Regions from separate parts of the Macaca mulatta genome. Here region 1 is linked to region 2. Evidence: chromatin contacts called from public Hi-C data. All regions are on one chromosome and are shown on one strand. Each heading gives the region's core, a stretch centred on a gene start, on an enhancer-like site or on the middle of the called end of the contact. The rest is flanking DNA. Distances are from core to core; before and after follow the strand shown.

Evidence for each region. A called contact is a pair of places that touch in the nucleus more often than the background predicts.
Region 1: a contact with region 2 is called in a Hi-C map of fetal cortex germinal zone, with 3 times the contacts expected there. The contact joins the promoter of PTCH2 here to the promoter of HECTD3 in region 2. A contact is called at or near these places in 7 of 14 Hi-C or Micro-C datasets (CD4 T cells, blood, cortical neurons and 4 more).

Annotation. Positions count from the first base shown.
Region 1 is chr1:195,791,197-195,795,191 of T2T-MMU8v2.0, reverse strand. PTCH2 (patched 2) reads right to left here and starts at 1,716. Exons shown (of 21, transcript XM_077958807.1): 1 at 1-1,716. The coding sequence starts at 231.
Region 2 is chr1:195,615,127-195,618,785 of T2T-MMU8v2.0, reverse strand. It overlaps HECTD3 (HECT domain E3 ubiquitin protein ligase 3), which reads right to left and starts at 2,077. Exons shown (of 21, transcript NM_001257654.1): 1 at 1,627-2,077; 2 at 1,284-1,444; 3 at 930-1,022; 4 at 715-850; 5 at 297-412; 6 at 98-211. The coding sequence starts at 1,995. It overlaps UROD (uroporphyrinogen decarboxylase), which reads left to right and starts at 3,360. Exons shown (of 9, transcript XM_077959671.1): 1 at 3,360-3,399. The coding sequence starts at 3,380.

The sequences.
Region 1 (3,995 bases), core at 467-2,966, 180 kb before region 2:
GTTAAGACGGCTGCGAGGGAGGAGTGCAGGGAGCTGCGGGCCCGGGGCGCGGCGCCGGGGTTCACCCGCTCTGTGGGCCGTGGGCCGCGGCGGCTGGAGGAGGAATGGGTTCCGCGCGCAGACGGAATTGCTGGCCCGAGACGCACAGCAGGGTTCGAGGTGGCGACTGCAGTGCCCGGGAGGCGGCTGGAGCTTCAGAAAAGGGAGCTGGCCGGGGCGACGCCCTCCCATTGGCTGAGGGGCCCGCAAATTACCCTAGCCGTGCGGCCGGGCCCGCTGCTAGGTAACGGCGCCGCAGGGGGCGGGGCAGGAGACCACCCAGGCTGGGCCACCCTGCGCCTCCCTCCCGCCCGCGGGGCCACAGGGAGGAGGAGGGAGGGAGATCCCGGAGAGGCGCAGCGCTGCCAAGTGTAAGTCCAGAGGCTGACGCTAAGAAAGGGCGTTTGCGGGCTCTGTTAGGGCTACACTTTTTTTTTTTTTTTTTTAAGACGGGGTCTCACTCTGTCACCTAAGCTGGAGTGCCGTGGCTCCATCTCGGCTTGCAGCCTCCGCCTTCCAGGCTCAAGCCATCCTCCCACCTCAGCCTCCCAAGTAGCTGGGACCACAGGCATGCACCACCACGCCCTGCTTTTTGTATTTTTGGTGGAGAACAGGTTTCCGCCATGTTGCCCAGGCTGGTCTCAAACTCCCGAGCTCAGACTATCAGCCCACCTCAGCCTCTCGAAGTGCTGGGATGACAAGCGTGAGCCACCGCGCCTGGCCTAGGACCACACTTTCTTTTTCTTTCTTTTGTCTTCAGGCTTAATTCACTTTATTTTTCTTGTATAAAAACCCTGTGTTGTAGCCACAGCTGGAGCCTGGATCCTGTGCACGGAGACTCTGGTGTGGGTCTTGACGAGGTGGTCAGTGAATCGTGATAGGGAGTCTTGGTGAATACAGTCTCCTTCCAGAGGTCGGGGGTGAGGTAGCTGTAGGTCTTAGAGATGGCATCAAAGCGCGTAGGGCCACACTTTCTTTCCGACCCAATCAAAGCCCAAGATTTCTGTTCACTCTTCCTGGCCTCCATTCTTGCCCTCTTCAGTCCACTCTCTCCACTGAGACCAGAGTCATTTCTCTAACATGCAAATCTGATAGCTCCAAAGCACAAGGCCCACTTGGAGCACAGGGCCCTGTGTGATCTAGCTAGCTAAAGCCTCCTCTCCCATAGTTCCCTCACATCAGTGTTCCCTCGTTCCTACCTTTGCACATGTTTTGGCCCTTTTGTCTTGGCAGATAATCTTCAAAAAACTGAACTTGAATCACTGCTCCCCTCCCCCCCCCTTTTTTTTCTGAGGCAGGATCTCCCTCTGTTGCCCAGGTAGGAGTGCAGTGGCGCCTTTACAGCACACTGCAGCCTTGAGCTCCCAGTCTCAAGGGATCCTCCCATCTCAGCCTCCCAAACGGCTGGGACTATAGGTGTGCACCACCACACCGGCTAATTTTTATAATTTTGTATAGACAGGGTTTCGCCATGTTGCCCAGGTTGGTCTCGAACTCCTGGGCTCACGTCATTTTCCCACCTGGGCCTTCCAAAGTGCTGGAATTATAGGCGTGAGCCACTGTACCCAGCCTACACCCTCTTTGAAACCTTCCTTGATTCATGTCTCTCTCCTGGCAGATAATTGCTTATTTGTGCTCTCTATAACAACTCAATTTATATATGTATAATTGCATTTATGACAAAATAACTTATGTACTTGAAAGTCTGCCTTCTTCACCAGACAATAAATAGGTGCTTAATAATTGTTGAGTGAGTCACTAAGAGTTGCAGAATTCAGGGTGTAAAGGATTGGAAACAGGGAAGAATAGAGGCAATAGTCCCTCTATTAAACTTTCAACTATCCTATTTGAGTGTGCTGTTTCTATTGGGTTCCTGACTGATAAACCCCAAGTGGCAGAGTTGGGTAAAATCAATATTCCAATATGTAAAGTTTGGGAAAGAGAAAAATAATCTACAAGAAACTCATTTTTCTAACACAACTACTATTATCTCTGGCCAATTTCTTGGTCAGTTCTCCCAGACTTTAAAAAAAAATCATTACATCATAAATATTTCATGTTACTACATAGTTTTTTTTTTTTTTTTTGAGACAGAGTCTTGCTCTGTCACCCAGGCTGGAGTGCAGTGGCCGGATCTCAGCTCACTGCAAGCTCCGCCTCCTGGGTTTACGCCATTCTCCTGCCTCAGCCTCCCAAGTAACTGGGACTACAGGGGCCCGCCACCTCGCCCAACTAGTTTTTTGTATTTTTTTTAGTAGAGACGGGGTTTCACCGTGTTAGCCAGGATGGTCTTGATCTCCTGACCTCGTGATCCGCCCGTCTCGGCCTCCCAAAGTGCTGGGATTACAGGCTTGAGCCACCGCGCCCGGCCACTACATAGTTTTTGTAATCAATCATTTGGAGAATATCCTCAGGACAGATTCCCAGAAGTGGTGTTGTTTGGGTCAAAGAGTATGTACATTTTTATGGCTCTTGCTACACACTGCTCAACTGATTTTTGAAAGCTTGTGCTAATTAACATCATCTCTAGCACCTCAGTCCTGGGGAAGAGGAACATTTAGGTTGAGGCGGTGAACACCTAAGGGGTTTGCCATTTCCATTTGTCCATTCACCCAGAAAAATGCCTATGGAGGAACTAATATATGTATGATGCTATTGGCCAAATAGTAACTGCACATGAAAAGCAGCCTACCTGAATAGTACTTTCTTCTCCCTGTTATACAGTGTGTCCTGCTGAGGATAAAGTGGCATGGTAGCTCACACTTGTAATCCCAGCACTTTGGGAGGCTGAGGCGGGAGGATTGCTTGAGGCCGGGAGTTCAAGCCCTGGCAACATAGTGAGACCTCATCTCTACAAAAAAATAAAAAATTAGCTGGGTGTGGTGGAGCACACCTGTAGTCCCAGCTACTTGGGAGGCTCAGGCAGGAGGGTTGATTGAATCCAGAAGGTAGAGGCTGCAGCGAGCTGTGATTGTGCCATTGCACTCCAGCCTGGGCGACAGAGTGAGACCCTGCCTCAAAAAACAATAATAATGATAACATAAAAAATTTAAGGTTAAAAAAAAAGTGTATCCCTAGCAAGTCTCTGAAATAGAAACAGCTAGAAAGAGCCTAGCAAGTCTCTGAAATAGAAACTAAACGACACTTAGTCTGTATGGGCTCCTAGTTTGCTCTTGGGGCAACAGCTGAAGACAGGGAGAAGCCTGGAATCAGCACTGGTTGTCATCAGGAGTGCAACTCCTGATGCTATGCTTTAAGTAGCTCTTGATCTCCTTCCTTTTTTACCAGACTCTGCAAGACATAAGGTCCTTGGAGAAATAGATTTGTAACCACTTGGGCCTTGGGACTCTGCTTTCATCATAGGCCCATCACTGCTAACAATTGTGGCAAAGTTGATCATTCTATGGATGCTTTCAAGGCAAAGTCTGTTATTAAGGAAACCTCTTGCCTTATAGTTGAAAGACTAGGGTGGGAGAAATGGGTCTACAGTTTCCAGCCTTTCCAACCTAGGGCCTAGTGCTGTCTGGCTGCTCCAAGCTACAAAATGACTTCTCTTCTCCCAAACAAAATGGTTTCCTGAGCCCAGCTAAGCCTAAACTAGACATATTCTCCAAATAACAGGAGAAAAGCAATCTAATTAAATCTCATTACTGACTCATGAGACAAACGTGTCTTGGGATCTCTTTTTAAAATTTTTTTAATGAGACAGGGTCTCACTCTGTCACCCAGGCTGCAGTGCAGTGGCACGATCTTGGTGCACTGCCACCTCCACCACCCAGGCTCAAGTGATCCTCCCATCTCAGCCTCCCAAGTAGCTGGGACCACAGGCACGTGACACCATGCCTAGCTAATTTTTTGTATTTTAGTAAAGACAGAGTTTCACCGTTTTGCCCAAGCTGGTCTTGAACTCTGAGCTCAGGAAATTCGCCCGCCTCAGCCTCCCAAAGTGCTGGGAT
Region 2 (3,659 bases), core at 828-3,327:
CCTTCAGAGACTGCTGGAGTCTCACTCAAACTTAGGCTTCCAAGCTGGGCTAGGCTTGGAACACACCCTACTTCCCTCCCCAGGCCAGTGTGCTCACTCGTCAATGCTCACGTCACTCAGCTTCTTCAGGTTGTCCCCTTCGCCCCCATAGACCACCACCCGCTTTGGCATAAAGTTGTCATCTGTGGTATCTACTGTAAGTAGCAGCTTCCTGAAAGGTCAGAGTGTGAACATGAGTCTTTGTGAACCCACAGGAATGTGGCTCACCCATCCTGTCCTGCCCAGAGCCTACTTACTTGACAATGGTGCCCTTCTTCATGGTAAGCCGTACCCAGTGCTGGCACTGGGACCCATCGCTCTCCCAGTAGGTATCGGCATTGCTGTCTGTCAGGCAGGATACATTGAACTCCTCCTGGGGAGGGGCAGAGAGGTGGAGTCAGTAGTTACCCTCCCTCGCTGAGCTGGGCTTGTGCTCTGGACCAGGAGGACCAGAGAGAAAGCAGAGTGAAGCTGGGCTAACAGGCAACTGGTATGGGATAGGGGGCCGCTGGGTATGTAGGGGTTCCTACAGACTTCCAAGATAGGGAGCTGAAGTGAGTGTGGCCCGTGGGGACCCTGTTTTGGTCCTGGCCTGGAGGTGGGGGTTCTTTCTGGATCTAGCCTTGAGGGGTGTGACTATATCTTGCCTGGGGTGGGAGGAGCCCCAGCACCCACCGTGTAGGAGGAAACGTCTATGCTCTCCACATACTGCTTCACGCTACCCAGGTTCTCATCCTCCTTGCCCAGGTGGTCATACAAGAAGTGGATCAGGTCCTCGTCGCACTCGTAGGTCCATGTCGGGGGTACATAGCTAAGCAACCCCAAGCCCCTAATTAGACTGGGCCCAGACGCAGAGCTCCTTCCTCCCCACCCCATTCCAGCTCACTCACAGTAGCCTTTGTACAGCTTCTGCGTATGCCTCTGCTGGCTGAGGTCTCGATCCCAGGCGATGTGAGTATGTCAGGTCCACCACCTGTTCCCACCTGTGGGCACAGAGTAGGGAGTGGGAAAGGGAGACATCAGCGGGCAGCAGGACACTACCTCCATGCCGTGTAGCCTTCTCCTGGGCTCTATCTCCCGGTCTCCAGACGCCCCACCCGAGCCCCCTTCATGTCCCGCCCCTTCCTGTTCTTAACCCTGCCTCCACTCCAGTATCCCACCCACCCCAGGGTGCGGCTGAAGTGTTCCCAAGCCGTCCTGGCCTGGCCTTCGGACAGCAAGCCCCGCTCCTTCAAGTGCAGGACCTGAGCACCGGCCGATAATCCACGCCAAAGAGCTGCTGCTGCCGCTGGAGGTGGTTGGGAGTGTCGATGGGTACCAGGCGGGCTCCGCCCTCCGCCGGGCGGCACACCAGCAGCCAGCCTTCCTGCAGCCCGCAGTCGCCCAGGTGCTCTGCCAGCTGCTCCTGCCGGGACGCGCCGGATGGGGACAGCCGTCAGGGAACTGCCCAGCCGCCTGTCCTACCCAGCCCAGGGCAAAGGGCACCGAACGCAATGCCAACTCAATACAGGGGAGGAAAGGGAAACAGCCAGAGGTTTCTCTGGCCCCGGGGGTCTTTTACCTGGTCCTGGGTGGGGAAGAGCTCACCTTTGTCAGCTTCACCCAGAGCCCGTGGCCGTTGCACAGCTCCTCGCCCGTGGTGCGCACGCAGGCGCCGCGCCGGAGCTCGATGCTGTCGCGGGCGGCGCGGAGGGGCCCGGAGCCGGTTCCGGGGGCTGGGCCTGCGGCGCCCACACGCAACCCCAGGCCCTCTGCCTCCCACACGGGCAGGAGCACGCGCGACGGTCCTGCCGGGTCCTTGTAAAGCTTGTAGAGCACCTCTTGCGGCACGAAAGCCAGCGCTGCCGGCAGCGGCCGCCCAGCGCGGAGGCTCCGCGCTGCCTCCGCCAAGAAGCGCACGCGGCCCAGCAGCTGCCGCGGGGACTCCAGCACCGCGCCCGGGCCAGGACCCGCCATGGCTAAGTGGCGGAGGTGAGCGCCTAAGGGCGATCCTACCCGGTGAACAGCTGGCGCGACCGCGGACGGAGCTTCCCACCACGCCCTGCCCCGCCTTTGGCCAGCCTTCGCCGTATGTTCTGGACTAAGCGCACCCAGCGCTCACCGTATTGCACTGTGTACTCCTACACCCAATCATATTACCTACCTCTGTGCCACCCTAACCCAGCCGACCAAACCCAAGATTGGTGATTTCTACCTGATCAATCTCCTTCTCTCCATTTCCTTGCTACTACCATTTTATCTCTACTGCTACTACCCTCATTCAATAACCGTTCTATCTGGCCTGGATCATTGCCAACATTTTTCTGGTTCTTCGGCCTGCTCTTTTTCCTCCCACTCCCAACGAATTTGCTGGACTCCCTATCCTTTTTTTTTTTTTTTTTTTTTTTTTTTTTGAGACGGAGTCTTGCTCTGTCGCCCAGGCTGGAGTGCAGTGGCCTGATCTCGGCTCACTACAAGCTCCGCCTCCCGGGTTCACGCCATTCTCCTGCCTCAGCCTCCCGAGTAGCTGGGACTACAGGCGCCCGCCACCTCGCCCGGCTAGTTTTTTGTATTTTTTAGTAGAGACGGGGTTTCACTGTGTTAGCCAGGATGGTCTCGATCTCCCGACCTCATGATCCGCCCGTCTCGGCCTCCCAAAGTGCTGGGATTACAGGCTTGAGCCACCGCGCCCGGCCGACTCCCTATCCTATAGGTGGTGTGACTAAAATGTTTGAGACAATGGCTCCTTCCCCTGCCACTGACAGGAGTCTTGAGTCATTCGGGTTCTGTTTGTCACTCCTAATCCCAAGGACACTGGTAATCGTTATTCATTTTAATGTGATTACTGATTTCTGTTTTCCCAGTCTTATAGCTTCTTAAAGACCGGGGCTGTCTTGAGCAGAGCTAACCTCTACACCTACTGTAGGTCCAGGCTCTTAGTAGGTAATGTAAGTATATGACGATTTCAGTTTCCTGAGCAGCCTGGTTCCATCATCCTCAGTATGCCTGGCTGAATAAGACTATTAGAATCATGAGTGGGACTTGAGCCAAGCCTCCGGATACCCAGACCGTCAGATGAGAACAAATTCCTCATGTCACCGTAACATACAGTTACAGCGGAGTTCTCTTTTCAGCGTTTGTTGTTGCGTCGCTACAGCGGACTTTACGGTGAAAAAAGGTAGGGGTCCTACGGGCAGCAGCCAGGGCAGCCCTGGAGCTGTCGCGGGAGTCTGATCATGTGATCTTCAACATGGCGACGCCCTTGATTCCCTACAGAAAGGGGCGGAGCCTGGACGGGGTGGGGGCAGGCTCACATTCAGGTTAACTTGCGAATTGAGCTCGCAGTTACAGACAGCTGACCATGGAAGCGAACGGGTTGGGGTGAGTTCTCCAGAGCACGCGGTGTGGCTAGTTGAGCTTCTGAGTCTTCCAACTCAGGACTCTATCCCTGTACTCCCCTTTCCCCACCTTGGAGATCTCTCAACCTGGACTCTGTTAGCTGGGATCCTGAATCCTAAAACCATGGATTTTTGAGACGTTCATCCCAGGGGCCTTAATTCAAGGGATGCCTCAGGATTTCCAACCAGGATCTCTATTCTGGGACCATCAACTCTCATCCCTCTTTATCCCCCAGCCTGGGG